Regions from separate parts of the Mus musculus genome. Here region 1 is linked to region 2. A link is a contact called in public Hi-C data. All regions are on one chromosome and are shown on one strand. Each heading gives the region's core, a stretch centred on a gene start, on an enhancer-like site or on the middle of the called end of the contact. The rest is flanking DNA. Distances are from core to core; before and after follow the strand shown.

What was found. A called contact is a pair of places that touch in the nucleus more often than the background predicts.
Region 1: a Hi-C map of liver shows a contact between it and region 2, with 2.2 times the contacts expected there. The contact joins two enhancer-like sites. A contact is called at or near these places in 16 of 484 Hi-C or Micro-C datasets (the C2C12 cell line, adipose-derived mesenchymal stem cells, bone marrow-derived dendritic cells and 7 more) and 5 of 115 datasets of contacts at active chromatin or transcription factors (bone marrow-derived macrophages and embryonic stem cells).

The regions. Positions count from the first base shown.
Region 1 is chr6:34,658,081-34,664,479 of GRCm38.p6, reverse strand. It overlaps Cald1 (caldesmon 1), which reads right to left. Exons shown (of 14, transcript NM_001347100.1): 2 at 2,264-2,352. Among named protein-coding and RNA genes, the nearest start is that of Gm13861, 7.4 kb to the right of the region's middle. Within about 2 kb of position 3,474, at least 21 of the 459 cell types and tissues checked have an H3K27ac peak or open chromatin away from gene starts, as enhancers often do. A contact at or near this core is called in liver, where this site is marked.
Region 2 is chr6:34,526,347-34,532,148 of GRCm38.p6, reverse strand. No RefSeq gene overlaps it. Among named protein-coding and RNA genes, the nearest start is that of Gm32942, 7.7 kb to the left of the region's middle. Within about 2 kb of position 4,443, at least 11 of the 459 cell types and tissues checked have an H3K27ac peak or open chromatin away from gene starts, as enhancers often do. A contact at or near this core is called in liver, where this site is marked.

The sequences.
Region 1 (6,399 bases), core at 2,225-4,724, 130 kb before region 2:
CTTCCTGTTGTCTGTGCCACACTCTATCCACCAACCTTGGCACCCTCTTCTGTTAGAAGCTGTGCTGGGCAGGGGTGTGTGCTCTCGTGAGCTTCCTCTGAAGGCTGAAGGCAATGTCTTAGCCAGGGAAACCCCATCATTTAGCCAAGCTGACAAGTCTCCATATGAGGGACAAGAATTTATTCTTATACGGCTAACCAACCACAAGGTGGGAAGACCCTGGGAAGCCATGTTACTCTGTCTCCTCAATTTCTAGACAAACATGGCTACACCTAGGCTCTCTGTGGACTTGCCTTGTGACACATGAAAAGGAGAGGGAAGGAGCCTCCTTTAGGGGAGACTTCTGGATAGAGGTGCGTTCCAGGCCTTCTCCCATAAGCCTCATTTTATAACCACTCCCAGAAATTCATAAGAAAACATCATCTTATGAATGTATATATATTCACATTGGAGAAAATCTGAGCTAATTAAGAGACAGAATACTTTGTTAAGGCTGTCCAGGGAAACTCATTCTGTGAAATCCAAGGAAAATGGAAGAAAATAAATTCCTAAACTTCTCTTTCCATCTGGAGCCTCAACTGTTTCTTAACATATTGGCCCACAGTGGTTATGAAGTTGCCCATTCATGCTGCCTGAAACAAGAGCAAAGGCTTCTAGGTGCTTACAACTCAAAGCGTGTCTTTCACGTGCTTACAGGAAAAGTGGTCTTTTCCCTCAAGTCTGTTAGGTGCCTGAACTTAATGAAACACAGTTGGGAGGCACCTCTGCTGGCCACGGGCCACCATTCACTGGATTTTCCCAGTGCAGCTTTTTTTTTTCTTCCAATTTTCTTATTTTATAGAAGTAGAAATTGTATAAGTTCCAGAATCAAGTGTCAGTGGCATTTTGGGAACAGGTCCACAACAATGGGTACCTCCTTCTCGGCTACTTTAGGACCATAAGGAGAGAAGGATGGGAGTGAGTACTTTAAGAGAGCTGGCGTTGCAAAGGGTGGGGGTATACAGAGAAGGAGTTTGTAGAGTCACACAGTCCAAATACACACAGACACAAACATAGAAATACAGACACACACACACACACACACACACACACACACACACACACACACACACACACCCCTACCCCAAGAGAGGTTTTGCTAAAAGAGAACCAAGGATATGAAGAAGAGAAAGGACCCAGGGTGAATAAGGTACAGCTGAAAGAATCCTGAGACAGTAATTGTCTGAATGGTGCTAAATTTCTGAAAACAAACAAGCAAACAAGCAAACCGAAAGTCAAGAACCAAATCAAACCAAAAACCCTTCTTTGAATTAAGGCACCGCCCCCCCCCTCCATTTCCTTTGTTTTCCACACCCTATCTTAGAAAAGCCCTTCTGTGCTCCTCGAGTGGCTGCTTCTACTGGTAGACTTGTGGTGGTTTAAATAAGAAATGCCCTATAGTCACATAGTCACTGGTGATGTTGTTTGGGAGGCTATAGAACTTTTAGGATGTGGAACCTTGCTGCTGGAGGGCGTCTTTGAAGGGTTGCATATCAACCCCATTTCAGGCTCACCTCCCAGTTTGTTACCCTTGAAATGTGATCTCTCTGCTTCCTGTTCCTGCTGCCTGCTGCTACGTTTCCCTGTCATGATGGACTCTGACCTCTCCCGAACTGTGAGCTAAAATAAACACTTTTATCTACTCATTGCTTTTGACCTTGGTTTATTACAGCAACAGAAGAGTGAGCGAGCCACTTGTTTGAAAGGGTAGGTGATCCATTACTCCTGAAATCGCTAGCCTTTTCCCAACGATGAGCTTAGGTGAGGCAGAGGCATCCTCTTTAGTCCCTTAAGACTACAGTATCAGTCATAGTTAGTGAACAGTTCATGTGTCTTAAGAAATCACACATGAAGTTATACACGGTGGCTTACACCTTTAATCCCAGCACTTGAGAGTAGAGGCGGGCAGATCTCTGTGAGCTAAAGGTTAGCCTGGTCTACAAAGTGAGTTCCAGGCTAGCCAGGGCTTGTATCAGGAACAAGCAAACAAATTACATGTATAAGAAAGAGAAATAACAGAAAGTCAGATTATAAACCAGGAAAGTATTCCTCAAAACCTTGATAAAGTCGATCAGATTCACTGAGTGCTAACTAAACAAGAAGAGGAGTAGCAAGCAGGGCTGGGGTTTTTATGAGATAACTTTAAATGCAAGAATTCAGCAAATCAGGCAGAGAGGTTATATAAGTACTATAAGCAGAGCCCAAAGCAACAAACTCTACTTACACAGAAGCAGTCAGGTGTCTACTTCTGAACCTTTGACTGTCCACCCCCGTGGGTTGGATTTGATGATCTTGAAATCTGTTATTGACTATCTGGAAGAAAATGGAAGATTGAATAATTAAGTATAATTACCTATAGTCAATGTAGAGTATTCATTCATTCTTGTATATTTATTTATTATTTATTCTCTGAGTGTGTGCCACAGTGTAGAGTGGAGGTCAGAGGGCACTTGTAGTCATCCCCTTCTACTGTGCAGGTTCTGGGGACTGAACATGAGACCTCAGGCTTGGAGGCAAGTGAGCTACCCACTGAGCCATCCCCCCAACTCTAGAATGCACATTTCAGATATCGATTCTCCCTCAGGTACCATCATTAGTCGAGTGCTGAAGGAAGAACATAGGCCTGGTTTAGAAATAGCTATTGTGCATGGGGAGATGGCTCAGCAGGTAAAGGTGCTTGCTGAATACAAGCTAGACCACCTGAGTTCAGGTCTCCAGAATCCACATAAAGGTAGAGACAGTATCCCAAAGTCTGTAAGCCCAGGGGCATGTGAGTTGGAGTCAGGAGAATCTCCACGAACTGCCTGTCCAGCTTGCCTGCTGAACCCTGGTCAAAGATGGTGGAAAGGTGGGACTTGACAGGAAGGTTGTCCACCAACTTCCACAGTGTACCACATACATAAGAATAAGCCCCCACATGTATGTATGTATGTATGTATGTATGTATGTATGTATGTATGTATGTATATGGGGGGATTATCATACATTTTCATTTTGAAGAAAGTAAATGTCATGTTATCCTAAATGTAAAGGCAGAGAAGGATGTGTGGCCATACACCTACTCTGACAGGACCGACATTTATTTGCCTACTTTCTTTTTCTCTGTTCCTAATATATTCAGCATTCTTACTTTTTGAAAAAGGGAGTGAGTAAAAGGAAACTAGGGAAAGAAGTATGCTAAATGTAGGTGGAAAATCCTTTTTTGTCCTAGTGTCCTTGTGTGCGTGCGTGCATGCGTGTGCACTGTCCTGAGAGTGAGACAGAAAAACAAAGCAAATAACAAAAGAACTGGGAGAGAAGCCTTTCCCTTTGTGCTCGGGTTGCAGGTCTGCAGATGAGAAATGAGTGGATTTTCTACTCTGTTTCAAGGCAATCCCTGTCCGTGGGAACCATCCCTCACCTTATCACTTCTAGCCAGAGCCGACCGTGCAGTGCCAAGCACAGACATTCTGGCTGACCCTGCTCTGAAACCCTTGCCAAGCTCTCTGCAGACCAAGCTGAGTCTAGACCAGACGTACTTAAGGAAGGAAAAGACTGAGGTAAAGGAAGGGAGGGAGGGAGCTAGACACATGGCGAATGAGCCTGTCGTCCTTCCCCAGTCCCTAGCAAGCTGGTGGCAAACAGCCAGGCGCTATTTATTGCTCCTTTGAATTAAGCATCTACCCAGGCATGGGGAGAAATGGGTTATACACGAAAACTTTCACTATGGGAGAACCAGGGTGTAATGACAGGAAAGGAGAGATTGTCTCCTTGTCATCAGACTCAAAATATTTCCAAATGGATACCACGAAAGGGTTTCAGGTAATGTCTTGCTGCAACAAGGAGCCATTGGAAAGGTTAAATTAGGGAACTTAATAAAATTGGCTGATACTTTATCCAGCATGAAGTACCAGTTGAAGAATTAATTTAACATGTTACCTTCCACTGCTGAATTAGGACCCGGAATGTCAACATTATTATTTCTAGCAAATAATACTTGATCCATAATATCCTTTGTACTCATTATATGAAAGTAACAGTAATAGTTATTATTTATTAAGAATTGTGTTAGCACATCACACACTTGTACTTTATTTGATCACTATAAAAACCTTGTAGGATAAGGATTTAAAAGTTCGCTGTGTTTAAGTGGTAAGTTAAGGCCACCAAGCCTAATGACTCCTTGTCACTTCCAGTTAGGAAGTAGTGAAGCCAGTACTCAAACCAGAGGTTGACAAAGCAGGATAGGTTTGTCTGAAGCCACAGTCTGCTTACTTATTGAGTGAGTACTCTGCTCCAGGACTAGGAATGTGATGATGAACAGAGAGTCTATTTTCATGGAGCTTACATGCTGCTCAACTAAAGCCAATGCATACTTTTGATTAAGTAAACTAAACAACAGGATGTTATAGAGGCTACTGGAGTAGGTAGGGTTAGTAGTCTAGTTTGATCATGTCAGTTCTCCCCAAAGTCCATACACTGGAAACCTAATCCCCAAATTCACATGGAATTTGGAATGGAGTTTTGGGAGCCTAATAATCAAGAATAGACCAGGTCACCATGGTAGGGCCATCATGATGGAATCAGTGGCTTTCTGAGAAAGAGAGACCAGAACACTTGGTATCACACACAACATAAAGGATCTAGAAGCCCTCACCTTGGTATTGACTTTTCCAGCCTTAGAAACTGTGAGAAGCCAAGTGCTGTGTGTGTGTGTGTGTGTGTGTGTGTGTGTGTGTGTGTGTGTGTGTGTGTGTGTGTGATTTTGATGGTCTTTCTACACAGCCCTGGCTGACCTGGACTCATTATATAGACCAGGCTGGCCTCAAATTCAGAGATTCACCTGCTTCTGAACTCCTGAGTGCTGGGACTGAAGCATGGGCCACCACACCCAGCTCAATTTCTTTTCTTTACAAATTACCCAACCTGCATCATTCTATTAGCAGCAGAAAATGTACTGAGACCGATGGGGGAGGATGGTCTTTAATGAAGAGTAGATGGCTAGACTGAAGGTACAGCTCATGGAAGAAGACCCCTGCATAGAACTCTGAGAACAATGTTCCAATAGCAAATACTGGTGTGGACTTTTGTATGCTTGTGATTCTGAAACTCATCCACACTGCTCTGTCCCCACGGGATTTGGGGGTGGTCACTCAGAAGGTGTTTTCAGAAGTGCTATCTTTGCTAGGAGACATGAGGGTCTAGGTAGATGCTAGAAGAGGCCAGAAGAACACCAGATACTTTGTGTTGTGGATAAGGTTGAGAGGCACTTCTACACACTTGGGAACATGAAGAGTGTTTCGTGTGGTCTTACATGTGTTCCATTCAGTCTTTTGTGGTGGATGATAAGACAGAACATTTATCTAATGACCTGCAGAGCAGGGAAAGCTACAGGACGTGATGCTCACAATGGGAAAGGAACGGGAAGCAACTCTTCCAGCCTCGGTTGGCAGGGAATCAGGTACCCATGGAGATGGATATTAAAATAAAATATTTAAAAATAGATCTGTGGAGTTTATTCAAAAATGAGTCAGTGGTAAATAAAACATTAGTACTTGTCTCTGCCTCGCTTGTGTAGTTTAGTATGGAAGTTGGAAGTCTGTTAGAATGGAGGGAATGGACAATTTTAGGGCATTTACATAAACACCAATGAGCAGACAGATCTTGAATGAGTTGCTTAACTATCCTGGTCTCTCGGTTCCTCAGCCCAATATAAAGCACTTGAAGAATAGTTTTTTAAGATATCTTCAACTCATCTGGTTTATATATAGTTATTTGATCTTTTAAGGGAATAAGGGAAAGAGATGTGTTATGAATCCTAACACATGTGGAAGACCTTGTAACTGTGAAAAAAAAGGCCAGTTCACTCTCCTTCCAGGACCACCCAGTACTATCCCATCCCTAACACTTCTAAGAGATGAGTATATTAGAAATAATAACATATTGCATAGTAGTGTCTAGAGCTTACTGAGTGTCTGCTATGTCCAAGGGACTTGGCATGTGTTACCTTGTTCAGTGTTCACCATCTTAAAGTAAAGAAACAGATTCAGGATCATTGCTGCATAGTTAATAATGATAGAGTTGAAATGTAAGCCATAATAGTCTTACTCCAAAGATCTCTCCCTGACTAAACACCGGGAGTTATCATAGTTGCTAAGGCTTTTCTAGAACCAGTTACAAAACCTGATATGAAGCAGGCTTTTGATGAGCTTGTTGAGTGTGTATAGACCAACTGAGGTACCTGCCTAGAGGAGACTAGCTTGGGACAGCCCAATGTTATGATTGGAGACAGCTGAAAAACTTGACTAAAATATAAGATCTCTCCTGAGGCATCAGAAAGCTGCTGCAATAGCCGGAAGCTCAGGGGTCACCATCCCAGAG
Region 2 (5,802 bases), core at 3,194-5,693:
AGATAAGAAAGCACTTGCTATGAAATGTAAGAGTAGGAATTTGAATCCCCAACAGACACATATAAAGCTGAGTGGGCATGGTGGCCTGTCTGTCACTCTAGCCTTCAGAAGTTGAAGAGTGGATCTCTGTGGAAAGCTGGCTCACTAGACAAATCTTCAAGCTCCAGGTTCAGCAAGAGACCCTGACTCAATGAATAAAGTGGAGAGTGGTCAATAAATATATTGATTGTCAACCTCTGACCTCTACATACATGTACACGAGCCACATGTATACCACACATACACATGCAAAAAAGAACATTCCTATTCATTTGTAAATATGACTTTATTGAAAGTGTATATCACATATATCACATATATGATACATAAATACATGTTTACAAATATATATAAAGACCTACAAAATGGGTTTAAAATGGAGTATGATTATGGGTAATTTTTATTTTGTTCTTTATGCTTTTCTTCATTGTTCGAGTTTCCTACAAATAAACATGTAAACGTACTTTATAGAAAAGTGTACAATTTTTGGTGATTAAAATATGTAAACATATCTTTAATTAAACATGCATGCATTTTACAGAAAGACACAAAAGTTACACATCTGCAACTAAAACATAAGTTGAATATGAAGGCACTTAAGCGTTTGTGGGCAGTTTAATCCTATCGCAATCTAGTTTTTAATTTGATTTTTAGAAACCTACGGCTTAGAGAGATTACTATGCTGGAAAGCCTGGCTGCAGGTGGATGCCGAAGCCCAGAGATGCATTGCTGAGACAAGATCAAGCTTGGGTCCCCGAGAGAAAGTTAATCCAGGAAAGGTGTCTGGCCTCGTGACAAGGCTTCACTGCAAAAGTATTTTCCATTTGTTAATCAGAGGCTAATCCTAAAGAAACTTCAGATGCCTGTCACCGTACTTTCCACTTTAACTTTGCACCTCCCATCCATCCCAGCCTTAGTAGCATCCTGTGCTTGTTGATGCTGAAGGGACAGCCAGAAACTGCAAGGTCTTGGTCAAGTTGCCAGCACGTCTATGAATCCCTCCAGTCGTAATAGTGTGTCTGCGCTTTTAGGTAGCACTTTAAGACAAGTAAGAGCTTTGCAAAGACAAGACAACTTATTCCAATTCATTCCACGAGCCTAAACATTCGTAGAAATCCTTATTTGATCAGGCTGTATATACTCCCTTAAATATCAATAATATACCACCACAATGTGCATCGTAATGCTTATACATTATTATCATGCTCCTTATCAGAAGACCCTAAGAGATCCATATGACTTCTATGGCATAAAGTAACCAAAGCACTGAGGTCATACTTACCCAAGAGCACATAGCTGATAAAAAATAAGAAAGAAAGAAAGAAAGAAAGAAAGAAAGAGAGAGAGAGAGAGAGAGAGAGAGAGAGAGAGAGAGAGAGAGGAAGAAAGGAAGAAAGGAAGAAAGGAAGAAAGGAAGAAAGGAAGAAAGCAAGAAAGCAAGAAAGCAAGAAAGCAAGAAAGCAAGAAAGCAAGAAAGCAAGAAAGCAAGAAAGCAAGAAAGCAAGCTTCTCTGAGGACTTACATTAGTAACTGTCTCCCTGAAAGTACCAAAAACTTTCTAAGTGTTAGACAATGCATGAACCCTAATAAATTCATTGATTTCCAAGGGGAACTTAGGTGGAGCTGTAGTTTTTGTTGTTTGGGGAATGTTATGGGAAGGAATTTTCACAACAGATGATTTAGCAAAATGAGACACCATCAATTTTTTGTTAGCTTCCGCATTCCGCAACTTGAAGAATTAAGTTATTCTGGCTCATAAATTCTTAAGTCTAGGGTCCCTGGCTTACAGAATACTCAGATGGTGGAAGCTGCTTTTGCCGGATCTAGTGACTCACTTCTCAGAGGGACTGCTGTCTCTGAATGGTACAATGTTTGCCAACAGGCAGTCTGAAATTGTAAACTATTTTGTTTCATATTCTTTTCCAAAGAACTCCAACAGAAACGTAAGTGTAAGAGGGCCAAGAACAACACCCCCACCCCCACCATGTCTCCCTCCTTCTGTTGACTATTAGGAACAATCACATCTTTCCAACAGAAGTTCCCCAAGAGGGACCTAGACATGGAGAAGTGGGCAGCACTGGCTTTAACATCAAATGCTGAGGTTTCTGTAAAATATTATGTGCAGGAACTTTCCTAACAATGTACCTGAGTTTAGGGGGAAAGATCAGCGTGGAGGAAGCTTTTCTGCTCACACTCTTAGCTGTGCTGCCATCTTCCATGATCCTGGGCACTCTACAGTGCTCGTCTTTGGTCTTTGCAGAGTTGTTCGGCCAGGGGCAGCGCTCCCGCTGGCTCAGGCTGCTCTGCATGGTAGATGCTTACAACTTGTTCAGTGAAGGATGGGCTCTGCTTCTGCCTTGGAAAATTGGCAGGTGTGTGTGTGTGTGGGGAGGGTGGTTGCTGTTTTTATTTCAGATCCCTATTGTTTGCATTTCCAGGTCTACAGATTGCTTGACTGTTCCAAACAGTCCTGGGTACGTCACTATCAATTCTCTTGCAACCACCCTTGAACATAATTCTTAAGATTTGTCAGGAGGCTTAAAGAGTTGACAAGTCTCAGTGAGAGAAGTTGGTATTTTACGTTCTCAAAGCTCATTGATTGACTCTGTGTGTGTGTGTGTGTGTGTGTGTGTGTATTTATTGTGTGTCTGTGTGTGGGTGTGGGTGGGTGTGTATTCTCCCACCCTTTCTTTGTATTCTTTACTAACCCACTTCTTTGTTTCTATTCCAACAATAAAAACCACAGCTGTTGAGTGTTAGGAGTCTTCTACATTCGAGAAACAATGCTGGGAGCTCTGTGCTCCTGTTAACTCACTACTGATCTGTACTCTGAGTGGATGTGATTGGCCTTACAGATAAGGAATCAGAGGCTCCATAAAGCATTCTTCAATAATCAAAAGCATCATAGTATTTTCATAATTACTCAAAGATGTCTCCCCTGGCACTTACCATCTATCAGCTACCTACAGTGTGGCTTTGGGGGTCTGGGAGGCACCACTTGAACTCTAGTGTCACCAGATCACTTTAGTGGGACTTTGAAGGAGTTGCTTAACTCTTCTAGGTCTGTCCCCTGGGTGCAGTGTGCTCCAGTGAACTCTCACTGCTGAGTCCTGAAGCCTTGTCAGGGGCTACAGTGGTCTACCTGGTTCTCAGTCAGCTCTTCCCCTAGCCAGGCTACAGGTCATTCTCAGTCCCACCAAAGTCTCCAAGAACCCTTCTGTTAGCCAGCATTTAACCATTCTTAATGAAAGCGTGTGTGTGTGTGTGTGTGTGTGTGTGTGTGTGTGTGTGTGCGCGAATTCCACTGCATCTTACTTCTCAAAGGTTCTACGGCCTCTTGACAGCACTGTATCTTACTTCTCAAAGGTTCTACAGCCTCTTGACAGCACTGTCCTGGGCACAAAGAGTTTGACATATGGGTCTCTGGGACACTGTCAATGTATGCGCGCGCGCGCACACACACACACACACACACACACATGTTTTGGAAGGTAATGCATTGAAGGCAAAGACCAGTATTAGATGTCTTCCTCTGACTCAGCTAGACCGGCCAGTAAGAAATCCCCTGGGATGCTCCCCCCTCCATCTCCCAAAGCACTGGGATTAGAGACTACCCAGCTTTTTACTCCATTGCTGGGGATCCAAAGTCAGGATGCCATGTTTGTTCAGCAAGTGCCTTACCCCCGCTCCATCCCTTCACCCCAAAGAGAATCCACTTATTTGATTAGGGGGTGTTTATTTTGGCTCCCAGATATGAAGTTTTCAGTCCATGACCTATTGGCCCATGAGTTGGGCCTGTGGTGAGATAAACACATTGTGGTGGTGACACAGCAGGGACAAACTGCTAACCTGATGACTGGAAATCAAAAGAGAGGAAGAAGAAAAGACCAGAGTCCCACAGTCCCTTTAAGGAATGTGTCCTGAGTGACCAGAGGAATTCCACTGCATCTCACTTCTCAAAGGTTCTACGGTCTCTTGACAGCACTGTCCTGGGCACAAAGACTTTGACATATGGGTCTCTGGGACACTGTCAGTGTACTAACTAGAGAAAAGTTCTTACCAGAAACAGGGGTATCTTGGACTTTTATAATAGGACAGGGATGTTTTGTAGTTCCCAAAATAATCCACATTTCTGCACTACTTTCTAGAAGGGCTCTCCAACACCCACCTCAAACTAAGTGCTTTGGAGAGTGGTACATTACAAAAGGTTTAGCCCTTCTCTCTGCTTTGCTCTCTCTTTACTGGGAAGTTTCCACTGGGTTCCAGGAAAATCTAGCCAACATTTACCATCAGTGTGGAATGGCATCACAGGAAGGCTTAGCAAAGGGCTCTCTGAAGTCCACACTGCAGAAAAGTCTCTGGAGGAAGGTTATTCGAGAATGCTCCTTAGTTGTAAATATTTAAAGTTCTGAGCACGCAGAATGCCAAGTTTGTCTATCCACTCTGCAAATAAATCGACCTATTACTTTACTGTCTAGTGTTACATATTTCCTAATTTATGCATGCCCCAAGTCAAGTTGACCATGCTCTAGACAGGGTTCTGACTACTTCCAGGGTACCTGGAGCAAGCCAGCTACAGAGAAGGCTGCTCCTTTTATTTGCAGTTCATTCTTAGTCCTTGACCTCAGAAAAAGCTGTCTGGAGAGTCTGGACCTCTGCAGAGTTGTATGAGGCAGCTGTTTCTGGTAACTAAGCTGTTCAGCATCATCCTTGGGTGTGGAGGCACCTTCTGACCTACAGCATAGGACCTGTGAAGAGCTAGGGCACCTCCTCTGATACCTTTGTCTTTTACCGACACCTGAGTCTCCTTTCACACCAGCATTAATGCAATCTGCAAAAGGAAACCAGACAGGCTCAAGCCTGAGACCTGGAACTCATACATCCTCACTATTTCTCCATATTCTACTCTATGCTGACTTCCTGTCTCCCTGGGATGGTGCCTCGCCAGAAGGAGTGATGCTGGGCTTGGTCTCTTCTTCTCTACACAGAACAGGTCCAGCCTGGAATAAAGAAGGGAGAGCTAGTCCTTATTGTAAGCAAGAGGTTCTAAAACTCTTCTTGGTTAAGACCTCAACCCCTCAGTCCTTCTCCTAGAGACTTGAATTCAAATGGCTTCCAAACTAGAGTTGAAGTGACCTTGGTGATCACTGAGTCCTCCCCAGCTGATGCGACCTGAGGTTTCAGACCCTGTTCATCTCACTATTCCTGGTTTCGGGCTGAATACCTGATATGAGTCTCTTTATAAAATCCATAGCCAGTCACTGCTTTGGTGACGTTTTATGAAACCTGGGCTGTGGCTCTCCATCTACCTTAATAGCAACAATTCAGCAGTCCTCTGTTCCTCTTCTTCTGTAGTCTGACATCCCACAAGGCCAAGAGAAACAAGAGGATAGGGTTTGCAGCTGAGAGAAACGGCCTTTTGGTTACTTCCTCACCACTGTGTGCTGATGGAGATCTGGTTCAATCCCCTTAGTGTTTACATAGAAAACTCTAAGAGAGGCAAAGAAACTTATCAGAAGTCACACAACCCACAGGAACTGTGATAGGTCTGGGTGCCACTGCTCTGACCCTGGCCCCGGCTCTCATGCCTGTAACCAGAATGCCCTACAGTTATAGATTTAATGGGAAGGGCAGACATAAAGCATGGAGGGTAGACTGTAGAACAGTGTCAGGGAGACACATGTCCAGCTGGAGGTCAAAGCACACCTTAGGTTCTTCTCGTAATTTAGTTCTATAAAATCATCAGCATTGGGGTAGAAAACG